4 separate regions of the Sus scrofa genome follow, and all the other regions are linked to region 1. Evidence: chromatin contacts called from public HiChIP or PLAC-seq data. All regions are on one chromosome and are shown on one strand. The core of a region is the stretch at or near the end of the contact, and the rest is flanking DNA. Distances in the headings are between cores, read along the strand shown. Region 1 holds the start of PSMD7 (26S proteasome non-ATPase regulatory subunit 7). Region 2 holds the start of CHTF8 (chromosome transmission fidelity protein 8 homolog). Region 3 holds the start of TERF2 (telomeric repeat-binding factor 2). Region 4 holds the start of VPS4A (vacuolar protein sorting 4 homolog A).

The links. HiChIP or PLAC-seq counts read pairs in DNA pulled down with a chosen protein or histone mark.
Region 2: an H3K27ac HiChIP or PLAC-seq map of alveolar macrophages shows a contact between it and region 1. The contact joins the promoter of CHTF8 here to the promoter of PSMD7 in region 1. A contact is called at or near these places in 1 of 5 promoter capture datasets (liver) and 1 of 2 datasets of contacts at active chromatin or transcription factors (alveolar macrophages).
Region 3: a contact with region 1 is called in an H3K27ac HiChIP or PLAC-seq map of alveolar macrophages. The contact joins the promoter of TERF2 here to the promoter of PSMD7 in region 1. A contact is called at or near these places in 2 of 5 promoter capture datasets (fetal liver and liver), 7 of 47 Hi-C or Micro-C datasets (adipocytes, embryonic fibroblasts, fetal skeletal muscle and 4 more) and 2 of 2 datasets of contacts at active chromatin or transcription factors (alveolar macrophages and skeletal muscle).
Region 4: an H3K27ac HiChIP or PLAC-seq map of alveolar macrophages shows a contact between it and region 1. The contact joins the promoter of VPS4A here to the promoter of PSMD7 in region 1. A contact is called at or near these places in 1 of 5 promoter capture datasets (fetal liver) and 2 of 2 datasets of contacts at active chromatin or transcription factors (alveolar macrophages and skeletal muscle).

Annotation. Positions count from the first base shown.
Region 1 is chr6:17,044,412-17,048,970 of Sscrofa11.1, forward strand. It overlaps PSMD7 (26S proteasome non-ATPase regulatory subunit 7), which reads left to right and starts at 3,009. Exons shown (of 7, transcript XM_021093860.1): 1 at 3,009-3,201. The coding sequence starts at 3,128.
Region 2 is chr6:17,814,959-17,819,641 of Sscrofa11.1, forward strand. It overlaps CHTF8 (chromosome transmission fidelity protein 8 homolog), which reads left to right and starts at 3,226. Exons shown (of 4, transcript XM_021093878.1): 1 at 3,226-3,334. UTP4 (U3 small nucleolar RNA-associated protein 4 homolog) reads right to left here and starts at 3,459. Exons shown (of 17, transcript XM_021093876.1): 1 at 3,132-3,459; 2 at 1,877-2,037. The coding sequence starts at 2,035.
Region 3 is chr6:17,603,467-17,607,819 of Sscrofa11.1, forward strand. It overlaps TERF2 (telomeric repeat-binding factor 2), which reads left to right and starts at 2,282. Exons shown (of 10, transcript XM_003126908.4): 1 at 2,282-2,783; 2 at 2,893-2,988; 3 at 3,656-3,786. The coding sequence starts at 2,405.
Region 4 is chr6:17,668,061-17,672,666 of Sscrofa11.1, forward strand. VPS4A (vacuolar protein sorting 4 homolog A) reads right to left here and starts at 1,492. Exons shown (of 11, transcript NM_001243418.1): 1 at 1,319-1,492. The coding sequence starts at 1,339.

The DNA.
Region 1 (4,559 bases), core at 1,759-4,258:
TAGTAGATGCAAACTATCACATCTAGAATGAATAAGCAATGAGGACCTACTGTATAACACAGGGAACTATATCCAGTCTCTTGTGATGTATTTTCCCATGATGGAAAATAATATAAGAAAGGGAATGTGTGTATGTGTATGTGTGTGTGTATATGACTGTATATGTATATATAAATGTGTATATGTATGAATACATCACTTTGGTGGACAGCAGAAATTGGCACATCATTGTAAATCAACCATATTTTTTTTTAATTTTTAAAAAGAAAACCTTAGCCTAAAAAAAGAAAAAGAGTATGAAAGTTCCTTTAAAAACAAAAAATATAACTACCGTATGATCCAGCAACTCCGGAGCTCCTGCCGTGGTGCATCTTGGCATCTTGGGAGTACTGGGACTCAGCCTGGATCCCAAGCTCTGCACAGTGGGTTATGGTTGCAGTGTTGTCGCAGCTGTGGCTTAAGTCACAACTGTGGCTCAGATCTGAGCCCTCGTCTGGGAATTCCATATGCTGCCAGGCAGCCACAAAAGAAAAAAAAAGGAAAAAAGAAATGATCCAGCAACCCCACTTCTGGGCATGTATCCAAAGGAAATGATATCACTATCTCAAAGAGATGTCTGCTCCCCGCTGTTCACGGTAGCACTATTCAAAACGACCAAGACATGGATATAACCTAAGTGCCCGTTTACGGATGAATCAATAAAGAAAATGTGGTATATATAAATAAATAAATATATATATATATATATTATTCACTCGTAAAAAAGGAAATCTTGTCATTTGTGACAACATGGATGGATCTTACTAGGCGAAATGTCAGATAGAAAGACAGACATTGTATGATCTCGTATGTACAACTGAAAGAAAGCTGAATTTGCAGAAATAGTAGAATAATAATAGTGGTTGCCAGAGGCTGGGAGCAGGGATACGGGAGTTGTCGGTCAAAGGGTACAAACTTACGATTACAAGATGGAGCTCCAAGGTCAAGTATGATGACTACAGTTTACAACACTGTGTTACATATTTGAAAGTTGCTCTGAAATGTTCTCACCACAAAAAGAAAATAGTAATTATGTGAGGTGATAGAAGTATTAACTAACTTATTATGGTAATCATTTTGCAATATGTATGTGTAGCAAACCACTATATTACACACCTTACACTTACATGTTATGTGTGAGTAACATCTCAATAAATATGAGGAAAGGAGAATTTAACACTAAAAAAGAAAGACATGGGTAGGGGATTGAGAGGTATAAGGTATTATTATAAAATAAGCAACGAGGATATATTGTACAACATGAGGAATTTAGCCAATATTTTATAATAACTACAAATGGAATATAATCTTTAAAATTTGTGAATTACTATATTGTACACCTATAACTTATATAACACTGTACATTAACTATACTTCAATAGAAAGCAAATTAAATAATATTTTTCTTTAAAAAAAGAAAATTATTATCCTTATGCTCTCATCAGATCCTCTTAAAGCCCAGAATTAAATGAACAAAAGAAATTAGATTTCTTATATCTCCCTCTGTATTCAGCCGAATGAATTCCTTCCCTAGAAGTGGCTACAAAATCAGTTATGATTTCAAGTCAGTTCCACTTTAAAAAAAAAGAAAAAGAAAAAAAATAGGGCAACATGGAAAATACATTATGATTTTAAGTTGTCTTCCTTATAGTCTTTATATATTTTAGCCGCCCAAAATTCTTCCTTTAGACTCCAAGCTCTTTGTCTAACAGATCTATGTCTACCCTCTGTTGAACAGCATCACACAAGAGATGAAACAAGAGAATCTACTTTAAACACCAGCAAGCATGCTTTAACTCACAATGGGGCTGACTTAAATGTTCTCAATTTACAAGTTCTATTATCTTAAGAAGTAGCAGAAATCACCTGATAGCCAAATCAAAAACACTTTAAAAAACGAGGAAAATACAAAACAGTGTTCTCAAAAGTAGGAAGAGTACATGAAATAAAAGTGAGGGGTAAAATCCATAAAGAATATCAAAAGCTCCCTGACTATACTGGAAGGTGGCTAAGATTCAGAGCAAAATCTCCTGGTCATTTTTCAGAGAGGTCAGATCCTCCGTGACCCAGGGAGGTAAAAGGTGTTTAAAAAGAGGATGAACAGTAACTAAATAATTCAAGTTGCGTAAGTATTATTTTTGTTGACAGAAACAGCAACTTATAAGTCAGTCCGGCGACTAAACTTGCATGGATTTTAAGTCATTTGCGTCTTTCTGCAAATAACCTTAAGTCCTTTTAGTATTTTTAGTATTTCCCCTTTTAGTATTTTTTCTACATTTCCCCTTTTAGTATTTTTTCTCTTTCTCAGCGAAAAATGAAAACACATTTTCTTCTTGCTTCCCATCTTTTTCAATCTTTTTCTAAGTTTTTATTTGAACATCAACCTGTATGAATGATCTGACTCTAGGCACAAACGGCATTATTCTATCCTTTGTTAAATGGTAAGTAATATAAAGATAGGTGGAAAAATACAGACAGGCTGATTGTTTGCTTATCATCTATAGCGAAGACTAAGGAGAAATTCCCTGACAAGATGATAATGAGATAAACTATCATATCTACTTAAAGGGAATGCCCTAATGCTGGAGACTTAAAATTAGTTCCTCTAAGAAATTGTAGACGACTCTGACTAGAAGCAAAGGTCAACATTTGCTGAATGGTGGAACTACTACATATCACTGTTTACATTTTTTTCTTAGTATTTTCTCGAGATTTCCGATGGGGGAGGGGAGTTGGGAAGGCATGGAAGCGAAAAGCCACCGTGGGTAACGGTACAAGCGAAACACCAGGAGGTCAACCTCTAACGTCTCCAGTGTCCCTTTAGCTATCAAGACCCCGGAAATTCGCAGCCAGTCACCTGAGGCGGATTCCGCCTCCCGGGAACTTGCCCTCCTCAAGTTGGCAGCGGGAGCGACAGCCCGCTCCCGGCGCGCGCAGCACCCTGGGAGCGGAAGAAGGGGCCGCGCGGCAGCGGCCCAGCCGGAAGAGGAGGAGCCGGGCCTGGAGGATCCCAAAGAGTCGCTGCCGCTCTGGCCGCCGGCGTTTGCGGGTCGCGGGGAGCAGGGCCTGGCGGGCGGGGTGTGTCGCGATGCCGGAGCTGGCTGTGCAGAAGGTGGTGGTCCACCCCCTGGTGCTGCTGAGTGTGGTGGATCATTTCAATCGGTGAGCGGGCGACACGGGGCGGCCTACCCGGGCCGGTGGCGCCGCCGCTGCTGAGTCACGGGCGCGCTGGGGACTGCGCGGCGGCCGCGGGGGCGCTGATGGACCAGGAGGGCCCTGAGTCGCCGAGGGTCCCAGACCAACCTCCTTTCGCGAAGCCCAAGACACCTGGCATTGTCTCCCACGCCGCCCAGCCGACGCTCCGGGAACTGGGCTGCTGGTTCCTTTTACCTAGTCCGTTCGATGCCAGAGTCTGGGAAGCTTCTCTTGGCCTTGATTCCCAGGCCTCGTGCCCGTCTGTCACTTCGTCCGCCCCCTTTTGCCAAAAAGACTTGATGTCTCGTAGTAAAGCCCTTCAGACTCGCGCTTTTTGCCTGTGAAGGCTGTCAGCGAAATTCTGGTCTCAGCGCCTGGAAGAGCTGTGGTTTTAACTTGTGAGAGTTTCGAAGTGGGAATCGTGTTTGACGACAGCTTAAAATGTAGATGAGGTGTCAAGTCTGCTTTGGGTTTTGTTCTTTGTATTATTTTGTTTTTAATGAGACCAGTTGGAGATTTGGGCATTAATGAATAAGGTAACATCCCACAGATGTTTCTTCCGCCTTTGCTTGCTTGTTTGTGAGCTGTTCGTCTCGCTGGACCTGTTACACGTGTTCAGAAGTTTTACCAGATAGTTACTTGATTTGGAAAACTGCAAGACCCAGTTGGGAGCATTTGCTGTAAAGTCAGAGTTGCTAAGTGCTCATTCTCTTGCAACTTGCTTTGTACAGCTTCTTCAAAACAAACTCCAGACTCCTGTGAGGTTTAGGGTCCCCATTTCAGTTCTGTTGCTTTGTAGGAGCCTTAGCCTAACAGGATATGCAAGCTATCGCACTAAAAATAATTACTGTTTTTCTCCTGTAGGATACTAGAGGTGCTAAGGGAGGGATCATTTCAGTTCTATTCTGTAAGTTCAACAAACACTTGCTAAGGGCCTAGTGCAGGCAGACACTGTGAGCTGCTCTGTCAGATAACAGTTGTAGTGTTTTTAAGAAGGCAGATGGATTTTTGTAGATCAGAAGAAAAGCCCTGAGTGTGGAAGTTTCCTTTAAGCAGAGATTTCCAAAAAAACAAGAACCACCAGAATAGAAAATCCTTAACTTTGTTTCATCCAAACCCTAAATATAGTAAGCATTTATAAATTTGCCAAACCATATGTTTTGATAAATACAGTTAAATCATTGTGAAAGCAGCAGCTGTTAAGGAATTGTACTTCATTTCACAGTGGCTTTTGTCTTTGCTTTGAACATAGAATTGTATTGTTTCTGTATGTCTCATTTGTTAATGGTTAAAGGAGAATTCTACATGAAAACCAATGAAATTAG
Region 2 (4,683 bases), core at 1,976-4,475, 770 kb after region 1:
CTGCTGGGCACAGAATTCATTCATTTTTCCTTCTATTCATTCACTTCATTTATATCATATTGCCTAGGGCATGTAAGGCACTCAATAAATGTGAAATGAATTACTTTATTGCATCTGAAATTGGGAATCAGTGCCTTTGAAAAATGTGCTGCTGTAACAGCCCTCTGCATACGCCTAAAAGGTATTCTACCTAACTTAAAATCTTCTTTACTCCCAAACATAGGCATATAAGTCTACCTTCTCTCAGAGATGAACTTGGGAATTCATCTTCCTGTTGCTCCATCACCAAAAAGTTTGATATTAAAATGTCTCATCATTTAGGAATTCTAACTGTGGTTCAGCAGGTAAAGAACCCAAGATAGTCTCTGTGAGAATTGGGTTTGATCCCTGGCCTCACTCAGTGGGTTTAGGACCCAGTACTGCAGCAGCTGTAGCATAGGTAGCAGACCCTGCTCGGATCTGGCATTGCTGTGGCCTAGGCCTATAGCTGCAGCTCTGATTGGATCCCTAGCCTGGGAACTTCCATATGCCGCAGGTGAAGCTGCTTTAAAAAAAAAAAAAAAAGTTTAATCATTTCTTTTCTTGCCTTTTTTTAAAATGTTTTATTCTATTATTATTTTTTTTTTGTCTTTTTGCCTTTTCTAGGGCTGCTCCCAAGGCATATGTAGGTTCCCAGGCTAGGGGTCTAATCGGAGCTGTAGCTGCTGGTCCATGCCAGAGTCACAGCAACTCAGGATCCAGGCCGAGTCTGCGACCTACACCACAGCTCACAGCAACGCCAGATCCTTAACCCACTGAGCAAGGCCAGGGATCGAACCCAAAACCTCATGGTTCCTAGTCAGATTCATTAACCACTGAGCCACAACAAGAACTCCTCTTGCCTTTTTTAATTATTTTTTTTAAGACTACATCTGCAGCATATAGAAGGTCTCAGGCCAGGGACTGAACCCACACCTCCACAGCAACTCAGCTGCTGCAGTCAGATTTTTTTTTTCCCTTTTTCCTAAGCTGCAGCTGCAGCACCACTGGATTCTTAACACCCTGTGCTGGGCCAGGGATTGAACCTGTGTCCCACCTCCCAAGATGTTGCCGATCCCATTATGCCACAGTGGGCAATTCCTTCAGTCAGATTCTTTTTGTTGTTGTTGTTGTTGTTTTGTCTTTTCTAGGGCCGATCCCTCGGCATATGGAGGTTCCCAGGTAAGGGGTCTAACTGGAGCTGTAGCTACTGGCCTACATCATAGTCACAGCAACTCGGGATCCAAGCCACATCTGCGACCTACACCCCAGCTCACGGCAACACCGGATCCTCAACCCACTGAGCGAGGCCAGGATTCAAACCTGCAACCCACGGTTCCTAGTCAGGTTCTTTTCGTTAATCACTGCGTCATGATGGGAACTCCCCTATAGCCAGATTCTTAACCTACTGTACCCCAGTGGGAACTACCTCATCATTTGTCCTGAACTGACAATGAAATGAGTACTGACACCTAGAGCAGGAAATGCCACTTTGTCGAAGTTATAATCTGCAGAGACTGATATGAAGCAATGGTGTTGACAATTTCCCTTCTTGCTGTGCCCAACAAATATAACAAATCTCAGTTTCCAAACTGTGACACAGTGCACCACAATTCCTAGGTGGGATCTTTCTAACTCACATTACACAGATCAAAACTCTAAGCTCATTAGTCAGGCAAAAAACTACATATTTGCTACAGAACTTCTGTGGTTCTAAACAACTTGGGAGAGAGGTGGAAGAGCCACTTTCTTTTGATCTCTTTGTATATAAAAGACACACAAGGTTTTGTAAAATGAACAAAAAAAAGAAAAAAAAAATGACATCAAAACCACCAAATCAGGCTCCCAAATGACTTACTTTCTCCTGAAAGTAGTTTGCTGACAAATTATAAATTTCTACAGTGCCATCTGTTCGTGAAACAGCCAATCTGTTCGACTGGTTATTGTAAGCCACACAACGGATCCCTGATGGAACATAATTAAAGAAACGTACTCGATGGACCTTAAATTCACCCATTCCTAGAGGGGAAAAAGAGAATTATTGTTAAAACATCAACCACAGTATGACACACATATTGTTTATTTAACCACTGGTATAGGTAGAAGACTTCAGCTATATCCCACAGAGGTTCATTTCTAAACATCCACTTAATGATGCTTTCGTGACCCATACAGAATCTATCAATCTCCAGAAGCTCAGGACTCTTCAACAGAAAAAAGAGCAACACATAAAGCATCACTCAGATTCCTAGCAATCCTGACAACTCATTGAAGGAAGTGGTCCAGGAAAAGGAGAAGAATCTAAAAACCTGATCTTAGAGCAAAACACTGAATATAACCTCATTCTCTAACTGGGAGGCGCACTTGCGTGGGTCAATTAGAGCTTCAGTTGTATTTGAGGTAGAATTAAAGTCTTCCTGTATCTTTGTATTTTGTGCGTGGGGCTTCTGAGAGTGGGGGTGGTAAAGAGGAGAATAAAAAAAGAGGCAAAACATGTTGACAGACTAAAAGTCTCTCAAAGTTAGATCTGCAGAACTCCTGTATCAAAATTATCTCTAAAACCGGCTTTAAAAAATGCAGGATTATGGGTCCTATTCCATAGCTCCAGAATTCCAACCTCTTGGCGGGTGGCGGGGAGGTGGGGGAGACCGATTAAGAATCTGCACATTGGCAAATACCTCTATCTCTTTGGCATGCTAAGTTTGCAAATCACAGACTCAACTACGGTATTGACAGTGGGGGCTGATGGAACAGGAAGAACCCAGAGCTTCTCAATAGGAGGAAGCGACGGGACTGGTCCGGCATCTGTCAACTACTCCCCTACTCCGCGCTCTGCTGCCCTCAATATACACACTCGGGTCTGGTTCACCCCTTGTCCGTTTCCCTTCAAGGTGTGTGAAACCTGTCTGCAGAGCAGGCGACCTCGGCCTGACCAGGCTAGGAGGGCGTATGAAACGCGCGAGGGCTCCTTCGCCCCTTCTCTCTCCGGAATAGCCCCCACCCGACTTCGACACTAGGGAATCGACGAGCTCCGCGGGGCGTCGACTTAGTGCAGGCAGCACCAGTTCCAACTCTTCCCGTCACCCCCGCTTCCCGCCCCCTGCCCAACTCACCCGCGGAAGGGCTCACTACTCTTGGCGGTCCCTCTCTCCGCCCGGCCCCACGTGCGCGCGCGCTCGCGTGCTCTGCCCCGGAAGTGCTCGCGGCGCAAGGCCGGAAGTGCGCAGGCAGTGCTCGCGGCGGCGGCGACGGCGGCGGGAGGTTCGGTTGTCGCCCGTTGGCCGCGCGGCGCCGCGCTCGGCGGCCGCCATTGCAGGTCAGGCCGCGGGCAGGGAGCGTGGGAGGCCGCGGGGAGCGAGGGCCGAGCCGGGGATGGGGTTGAGGGTTCGAGGGAGCGGGAAGCTAGGGAGCTGGGGCCGGGCGGGGCGCGCGGCTCGCTGAGAAGAATGGCGAGCCGAGGGGCGGGGAGCGCCGGGCGGGGGAGGGGCGGTCGGGAAGGGGGAGGGGAGCGGGGAGGGCCGCGCAGAGGTGGGGGCGACCCAGAGGGGCCCCCGGAGTAGGAGGGCTGGGAATTGTGGGGAAGGAAGCGGTGTGGAGTCGGAAGGCGGATGGAAAGAAGGGTGCGAGCAGGGCGGAGCGGGAGAAGGGCGGAAAGAGTGGCCGAGCGCGGGCGGAGGACGGATAAGGGGGCGGCGCAGGCCGGAACCTCGAGGTATGTGCGGAAAGGGGCTCTTCCCTGGGTGGTGAAGGAGCCCAGCACGCGATGCTTTCGGGAGTCGGGTAGAACTGGAATCTAGGAAGCAGTGGGAATACCAGAAAGGGGACTTAGTGTGGGGTAGGACTCTGAGGTTCTTTCGAGGGGACATTTTAAATCGTGGAGGAAAGGCTCCTGAAAGCGATAACTGCGAGGATGGTTGGAAGGAGGAGACAGTCTGGCGGATGATCCAGGTTCTTTTGTGGGCGGAGTAAGAGACGGGAGAAGAGTCGGGTGGGGTCGGTCCTAGAGGGGCGAAGTACTTTGGAATTGAGGGGGGAAATAGGGAAGAATGAGGGTGGTAGGAATAACGTTTTTAGAGCAGCCTTTGGGAGGAGAGTGAATGGTTTGGGAAGACTATTCTGAGGGGGGGATGTGGAGAAAGGCGGCATAAAGAATGTTTAACTTGGGAGATAAGAGAAAGGGTTAAACATCTGGGTAAGAGGTCCTAGAGAAAGTGTGGGGGTATTTTGGAGGGGGTTGGGTAAGAGAGGGGAAGCGGATTGAGAGGTCCAGAAAGTGGGCGGGGCTAGGAATGGGAAGTGTTAGTAGCTCAAATTGAAGGCGGGTAGGGGGCCAGCGGAGAGGGTGGAGAAGGTGGGGAGCCTGTGGGAGGAAAACCCAGTACAGAGGGAGGCCTCAAGCAATGCTATGTAAAGGAAGGGGCTTTGGGGAAGATAGTACGCTACAGCAGTAAGAGGAAGGGTAGAGGGGCTGCAGAGTAGCAGAAGATGGAGAAAACTGGAGTAACTCAGATCGACCGAAGCCATCTTTTCCACCCCATTGTCTACAGATACCAGTAATTGATTCCCTCCATCATGGGAATCTTAAAATGTGATGGGAAAGTACCACGTATATGCATAGTGTACACACACGTTTTTGAACACACTCTTCACTGACGAAAAGTTTGG
Region 3 (4,353 bases), core at 1,032-3,531, 560 kb after region 1:
GACTGAGAGGCCTCTTCTCCTATTCTGGAATGTCCGCCATTTGGAGATTTTGTCAGACCAAGATCTATACAAATTAAGGTCCATCTCTAATTCATTCAAGGATCCAGCATGTCATTTCACATCCTCAATGAAGCTGCCACTTGCCCTCCTGAGTTGTCCTTTAGTGGCTCCAAACTAGATCTCTGCTGATTCTAGTCCGGTGGGGCTGGTAAAACAGCCTTTGAAGCTAGACCAGTTACTGGGCCTCTCAGGGAGGGGGCACACCCACCCACCAGAACTGGGGTTTCTCTATTTAGTCCAGATATGGGTGGTGACACCTATAGGTCACCAGAGACACCTATGGGTCATCAGAGACACCTATAGGTGACTCACATCTTATGTCCCCACTTCCTTCCTACACCCCTGCCAAGCTTACCCAGTCCTTTGGAAATGCCCCTTACTCATTCCCCTGCCTGTGGAAGATACAGTGGATGTGAAAGATAATGATACAACCAATGGAGACATGGGGAATAGGCTTTCCAAGGTCAATGCGGCAAACTTATCACAGAAGTGCAAAGTAAGTTTTAAGAACATGTCCAGCAAAGTGAAGGCTGGAAGTGGATTTGCAACTGGGGTTGGACAAAAAGAGACTTGGAGAAGAGAGAAAAAGTGATTTTTTTAAAAAAGTCCTCTCCGGGTCTATCTACAGGGATAGTAAGGAAGAAAAGAACACAGACAGAGTATCCCACACAGTCACAAGATTGTGTGGTCTGCTGTATCGTATTGAGAAAATCATGACACAAATACATAAGAAATGTGAGGAAGCCCTAAGAATGTCCCTATTTCAGTAAATACAGTTTGCTGGTGGATGTGAAATTAAGTTTCAGTAAATATAATCTGCTGATGGCAGTTTTTCAACATGTATTAAAAGCCTTACTTATGTGCCTACTCAATTCAATCCAACCTCAAGAAATGTGACATGTCCTGAGCTAGGTTCTGGGATGCAAGGTAAACAAGAAGACAAAGTACGTGGCCCCAGAAGTGCTGAGGAAGGATGAAGGAGGGGCAAAGGAGGGAGCACCAAAGGGATTTAACATAACTCAGAAAGTCAAGAAAGGGTGAAATGTCCTTCAAGTGAGGTTTGAAGGACAGGAAGGGTTTCCTTAGGCTGGAATGGACAACATGAAGCTCTGAGCAAACTGAGTAGTAGATGAAAAGGAAGTGATAAAAGTTGTGCATACACATATGAAAAGTGAGCCCAAAATGAGGTTGGCAAATAGGTAACTTCTTCAGACTTTAAAAGTCATGTTAAGGAGTCTGCACTTTGTTCAATAGTAAAAGGGAAGGTTGATGAGTGAATGTCCTGATCTTTGTTCTACTGTGTAATCTATTTTTTTTTTCTTGGCTATGCTTGCAGTATACGGAACTTCTCTGGCCAAGGGTCAAACCAGTGACCTGAGCCACAAGCAGTAGCAATGCCTGATGCTTAACTCTCTGAGCCACCAGGGAAACTCCTCTGTGTATTCTTCGACTCAGTAGTTCTACTTAAAGGAAATTATTCTAAGGAAATAATTATGAATTTGTGCAATGATATAGTTAAAAGGATCTTTCTAACATTTAGATTGTCTAGAATTACAAAATTTTTAAATAGCCTAAACGCCTTACAGTAGTGGTTTATATAAAGGAGGCTTTCATTTCACCCATATATTGGAATGCTATGTAGCTGCTAAAGATACTGTAGAAAAAGTATTTAGTGACATGTAAAGATGTCCACTAGATGCTGAATGCAAAATAAAGGCTCTATAAAATATATATATAACATAATTCTAGTTTTTTTGTGTGTGTATACAAACACACACACAAGGTATACAAAAGACACTGGAAGGCTATAAACCTAAATGTCAGCTTGTTTTTTCATGTGGGGATAAGGCTGACTTAAATGTTAAGCTTTGCATTATTTCTTCCAATTGTTCTACAACAAAATGTGCTATTTTTCTAATTTTAAAAACGTATATGTCTTACATGTCTAGGGGTTTCGTGGTGCCGGCCATATTCTATTTCTTGACCTCGACTGGGTTAACACTGGCCTTTTACTTTAGTAAAATGTAAACTTGTTTAACAAAGTTTCCTCTCTATGTTACATTTCGCGATTTAAAAAATGTTTAATACACACTTCACGCCTTTGTTTTTCAATATTTTATACATAGCCCCGAGTCTCCAGTACAGTGTTACAAAATAGCGGAGGGAAATTGACATTTGACCACAAACCTAGGTTGGTTTAACCCATCTGGCTGCCGTGAACTTCAAGTCCCAGAATGCACTGCGGCCGACACACCGGGAACTACGGAGTCGGAGAGGGGGCCAGGGAGCCCCCGGTCCTTTCCCTCCCAGAAGCCCGCGGGCGCCTCAGAACGGTGTTCGTATCATGGCCGCGGGAGCCGGGACGGCAGGCCCTGCTTCCGGCCCGGGCGTCGTGCGTGACCCGGCGGCGTCACAGTCGGGGAAGCGTCCCGGCAGAGAGGGCGGGGAGGGCGCGCGGCGATCGGACGCGATGGCGGGAGGAGGCGGGAGCAGCGATAGCAGCGGGCGGGCGGCAGGCAGGCGGACGTCCCGCAGCGGCGGGCGGGCTCGGCGGGGGCGCCACGCGCCGCGGCTGGGGGGCGCCGCGGAGCGGGGCGCGGGGGAGGCGCGGCTGGAGGAGGCAGTCAACCGCTGGGTGCTCAAGTTCTACTTCCACGAGGCGCTGCGGGCCTTTCGGGGTAGCCGGTACGAGGACTTCAGGCAGATCCGGGACATCATGCAGGGTGAGGGCCGAGCCGGGAAAGGGAGGCTGGGGGGCTCCTGGGAAGGAGATCTGCGGGGCCCGAGCGTCGGGGCTGGGGGTCGCCGTGCCAACGATGTCTTCTTTCCTAGCTTTGCTTGTCAGGCCCTTGGGGAAGGAGCATACCGTGTCTCGGCTGCTGCGGGTTATGCAGTGTCTGTCGCGCATTGAAGAAGGGGAGAATTTAGGTATGGCTATTTTTATGTTCTTTTCTGGGCTTATTTAGGGTTATGTTGTTTTCAAACTTACATCCGGGACTGAAAGATTCACGATTAAAGTGGGCTGCTATGTTTCGATACAGTGGTCTTTTTCCTTCTAGGATGAGTTTATTCTCTAGTTCTAGTTTTCTACAGTTGGGATTCTCTTGGCTGCTTTTCTCTGTTTTTTTATTTCCTCCCACCTGTTTCTTGCTCGCCCCAACTTTGTTGCTATCTGAAGTGAGTTATGTGAAGATGACCATTTTTCCTCCATAGTGGTGTGTTTTAAAGAACACTTTTTCTCCCCCGGAATTGAACCTCACAGCTGTTTAGCAAAACGGCCTTCAGTTTCTGGCCATTTGTATCTGAGGAAGATGTGAGTATGCTGAAATTTAGATGCAGATGAATGTGTTAAAAAATAAATTTTTTTACCTGTCTTGAAAATTACTGAAAATCACTTGAAATTCATTAATTTGAATCTGGACCGTTAACATGTTTGTAAGTCTGCAGCCAGTATACCAGCAAATTAAATGCAAATCTTAACTATATTTGCATGTTTCTTTTTGATATATATATATATGTATATATATATATATTTGGACATAATTCTTCTGCTCCTTAGAAAATAGGTTAGTGAAAACTGTGCTCTTTGTCCTAGACTGTTCCTTTGATATGGAGGCTGAGCTCACACCACTGGAATCAGCTATCAATGTGCTGGAGATGATTAAAACGGAATTTACACTGACAGAGGCAGTGGTGGAATCCAGTAGAAAACTGGTCAAGGAGGCTGTAAGGCTCTATTTTAATTTCTTTTTTAACAAAAATCAAAGGTCTTAGAGAATCAGTGCTTATCTTTTCTGTGTGGGGTGGAGGACAAACAGAGATGGACAGAGAGCCACTGTGCACACTCAAACATGTAACACACACAAAGATGTTATCTCATTGGGCAACCCCTTCCTAGCCCAGACTTGGAAAGAACTGTTAATGGCCAGTGCTCAGCTTTTGGGATTTTGGCGGTCTTCCTGGTATCCCTGGCAGGAGGGGCCACAGTATGCAGGAGGTGAGTTGGCATTGAAGACTGACATTTTGGAGGTTGTTGTACCATTCAGGAACATCGTGAAAGGCTAGAAATAACTGGCCTAGGGTTTGGTCACCCTTGTTTATGATAAACTAAGAGAACAGCTTGGAAATAGCTTGGAAAATCTGGGTCTGACTTTGAGCTCTTTCATGCCATTGCAGAAAGAAGCTTAGGGAACTTTCCCTTTGAACAAACAGAATCAGAGGTGCTGGGATAATCAGCCAATTAGAAAAACGGTAATAGTAGAAGGCTGATACAGGCAGTGTTCTTGACAAGAA
Region 4 (4,606 bases), core at 242-2,741, 620 kb after region 1:
TCTGGGGTTTTTTTATTTTTTTCTTTTTATGGCCGCATGTACAGCATATGGAAGTTCCCAGGCCAGGGGTCAAATTGGAGCTGCAGCTGCTGACCTAAGCCACAGCCATGGCAACACCAGATCCGTGCCACATCTGCAACCTACGCCACAACTTGCGTCAACACTGGATCCTTAATCCACTGAGTGAGGCCAGGGATCAAACTCGCATCCTCACGGACACTATGTCGGGTTCTTAACCCGGTGAACCACAATGAGAACTCCTAAGGCTGTTTGTTTGTTTGTTTGTTTAAATTTTTTTTAAAAAATTCTTAGCTTACAAGCCATATACGGAGTGTCTAGGCAGGTGGCATCTGCAGGCAATGATGGTGGACCCTTGTGATAACAAATGAGAGCTTCTGCTGGTGGGTGGTGGGGTCTGGCTTTGGACTTCAGCAAATCCTGGCCTAGTACCCCAGAATTCCATGCCTCTGTTCCCCTCTTTCCTCCACTGCAGTAACCATTCCCCCTGCACCTCCAGGTACCTGCAGGAATCCCCAGCCCCCCATTCTGTGACTGCCTGGCCAAATGCCTCTTCCTCCATGACGTCCTGTCCAACTCCCCCAAGCACTGTCTGTCATCACTTACTGACCGCTTGCGATGTAGCAGACACTGTGTTAAAAATGCTTTACCGAAGTCCTCTATCTAGAGCCACTATCACAGGAACCCTACAGAGTATTAACCCATTTTACTGAGAGGACACCCGAGACTCCAAAATCAGCCAACTAGCCCAAGGTCACATGCTAGTAAGTGGCAGACCCGAGATCCAAACTCAGGTTCGAGGCACAAACAAGTTTTATGTTTCCCAGTCCAATAAGGGCCGGCAGCACCTGGAGGATGGGTCAGTCGTGCATCCAGGTGGCGCCAGCCCAGCACCACCCTTCCCGATCCAGAGAATGAATGAGGGGTCTTTGGGCGAGAAGAGGAAATGGGAAGGAGCCAGGGCTTGTTCGAAGGGAGGCAGGACGACGAGGAGGGACAGCCGGCAACCCGACCCCAGGCCCGAGCTTCCCCAGCCCGTGAGGCCGGATGAGGCTCAACCCCACGGCGGTCCCGGGACTCCAGTCACAAATAGCGGCCTCGGGGCCGGGCTTTCTGAACAGAAGGCTACCCTTAGCTCCGAGCGCGTGAAAACAGAAACGCGCGGAGGCGACGAGAGGGCGATGGGGCGGGGGCCGCGAGGCCCGGGCTCTGAAGAGGCCGCCCGCCCGCCCACAGGCCCCGCCGCCCTCCTTCGGCCTCCGCAAGCCGGGCCGGGCCAAGACGGGCCGTGCCGAGGTACCTGGAGGGTTGGCGTTGTCATTTCATCTCCTGGGCTCGCCCCACACCTCGCGGCGCTGCTTGGGGCCTCGGTCCGGCCCCGGGAGCCGAGGGGCTGCTCCGGCGCGGGGAGCGCGGCGGGTCGGCGCTGGGCGCGGGTAAGGTGGCTTCTCGCAGCCGGAGCCGAGTCCGTGGGTGAGCGAGGAGCGCAGCCCAGAGCGGTCGGGCCCGAGCCGCGCGGCTGCCCCCCGGCGGCCACGCCGGCACTGCAGGCTCCGCTCCCCATGGCCTCTTGGGGGCCGGGGCGGGGTCGCCGTGGGACGAGGGCCGGGCCGGGGGCGTGGCCGGGGGCGGGGCCGAGGGCGTGGCCGGGTCGGGCGGGGCCAGAGCGGAGTGGAATTCTGAAGTCCCGGACCCACCTGAATAAAAGAGCACCTAAATGGCAGTTAACTCGCACAATAAGCCTGACTCCCCAGACCTCTGGGTTCCTGATGTTGAATAGGCACCGTAATAATAATAATTAGAAGCTACCTTATCGGCCTTGGGGAGGAAGTGAATGAGCCAACTAATAGCAGTGTATCCCACACTGTGGGCTCAGTCCCTGGTAACTGTTATTATGATGCCAATGACTCTGTTTAAAGCCAGCTTTGTTTTCCTTTCTAAATACTAACTCTTCTACTTTTGTCCTTAGAAAAGAGATTTTCTTAGACCTTCAAAGCTGGGGCCTCTACCCATGTGAACTTCAGCATAGCAGATTGGTTGTTCACATTCATTCATTCAACAATATTTTGTAAATATCTACTATGTACTAGTTTTTGGAACGCAGCAATGATCAAAACAGCTCTAGGGGAGCCTACAATCTCAGGAAAACAATGAAGTTCATCAGGAGGTGATAAACCCGTTGAGGCCTGGGCGTGAAGTCCCACGTGCTATGTGAGCATCTAAAAGGCAGTCTGCCCAAGGTCAGGAGAGGCTCCCTTTTAATTGGGGGCTTGAGGGCTGGGGTGGGGGCGGGAAGAGTACTCCAGGTTGATGAAATAGCCTGTGCCAAGGCTTTGAGGCATGAGGAGGCCACTGGTAGAATTTAGAAAGCTAGAAGAAGGCTCAGGTAGCCAGAGAGAAGAAAATGAGTGGACGTATGATGTGAACTGATGCTGGGGAGATGGACAGGGGCCAGGACGTGTGGCCTTGGTAAAGATTTTTGGCCTTAAGATAAACGGGAAACTTCTTTTTTTAATTGTCTAGATGACTGTACCCTCATAGGGAGAGCGGATTGCAGGGATGGGCTGGCTGGCTATTGCACATGAAGCTACTGCTATAGTACAGAAGAGTGAGGACAGCTTGGACTAGGGGGAGGTCCGTGTAGAGACATAGACAGAATAGAGAGGTTTTTGGAAGATAAATCATAAGCTCTTGGAAATGGATTGGATATGGGTTATGCTGAGAAGTAGTAGGGGCAGGAGGGGACAGGGATGACTCCTGGGTTGCTGGCTTAGTGACTGGATGGATGGTCATGCCACTGAGATGGGGAATACAGGACAAAGACCAGGTTTGGGGGGCAGAGGAGTGAGGGAAATGGTGAGTTTCAGGTGCCTTTGAAACATCTCTGTGTAAACATCACGTGCCAGCTAGATATTGGAAGCTGTGGATATTGGAATGAGATCTCCTAGGGGAGAATGGAGTGTAGAGAGAGGTGAGGGGAGCGCCTAGGACAGAGCCTGAAGGTTTGTTGGCTGACCAGAGGAGGGTGAGCCTGCAAAGGAAGCTCAGAAAGACAGCTGGAGAGTTAAGACAGCCAGAAGACTGTCGTGGAAGTCGGGGGAGGAATATTGATAAGGAGGAGAGGAGCTCTGAAAGCAGCTGAGAAGGCAGACAGGGACATGAAACACCAATGATCTCAGCCAGAGATGTTTCATTCAAGTGATGGAGGCAGACGCCATACCGCAGGGGGTCTGGCGGGAGTGGGTCATGAGGAAATGCAGTCCATGAGGAGGGACAACTCTTTCAGCAAGTTCGAGGAAAAGGAAGGGAGGCCTAGGGCAATTGCTGCAGGAGTTGTGGGTCCACGGTGGATTTTTTGATGGTTATTAAGAGTTCAGCATGGAGTTCCCGTCCTGGCTGAGTGGTAACTGAACCTGACTAGTATCCACGAGGACTCAGGTTTGATTCCTGGCCTCGCTCAGTGGGTTAAGGATCCAGCATTGCTGTGGCTGTGGTGTAGGCTGGTGGCTACAGCTCCGATTCGACCCACAGCCTGGGGACCTCCACATGCTGTAAGTGTGGCCCTAAAAACAAAAAAAAAAAAAAAGAGTTCAGCATGTTTAAGAAACCCATGGGGGGGGTATTGATGTGGTTCAGCAGTAACAAACCTGATTAGTATCCATGAAGACGGGGGTTCATTAACCACTGAGCCATGATGGGAACTCCAGGGAACTTAAGAACATATTATTCCCACATATTTGGTAGGTTGTGCAATTTTGAAGATGGAATTAAAATGAAAAGTCCCTATAATTAGACAGGTTTGTGATAGCCTGCTAGGGCTGCCATCACAAGATTCCATCATGGAAGGGGTGGCTTAAACAATAGAAATGTGTTTTTTCATAGTTCTGGAAGCTGGAAGATCAATATCAAGATACTAGCCGGAGAGTTCCCTTTGTGGCACAGCAGAAATGAATCCAGCTAGGAACCATGAGTTTGTCGGTTTGATCCCTGGCCTTGCTTAGTGGGTTAAGGATCTGGCGTTGCCAGATATATATATATGTCAATCCCAAACTCCTAATTTATCCTTCCCCTCTCTTCCTCTTTGGTAACCACAAGTTTGTTTTGTCTCTAAGTCTACTTCTATTTTGTAAATATATTAACGTGTATCATTTTTTTAGGATCCCACATATAAGTAATACATTTATCTTTCTGACTTTTCTTAATATGACAATCTCTTGGAGTTCCCTGGTGACTCAGCAGGTTAAGGATCTGGTGTTTTCACTGCCGTGGCTCTGGTTACTGCTGTGATGAGGATTCAGTCCCTAGCCTAGAAACTTCTGTAAGCCATGGGCACAGCCAAAAATAAAAATAAAAATGATAATCTCTAGGTCCATCCATCCATGTTGCTGCAACTGGTATTATTTCATTCTTTTTTATGGCTGAGTAGTATTCCACTTGATATATATACCATATCTTCTTTATCCATTTGTCTGTCAGTGGATATTTAGGTTGCTTCCATGTCTTGGCTACTGTAAACAGTGCTATGAATATAGGAGTGCCTATATCTTTTCAAATTTTAGTTTTGTCCAAATATATGCCCAGGAGTGAA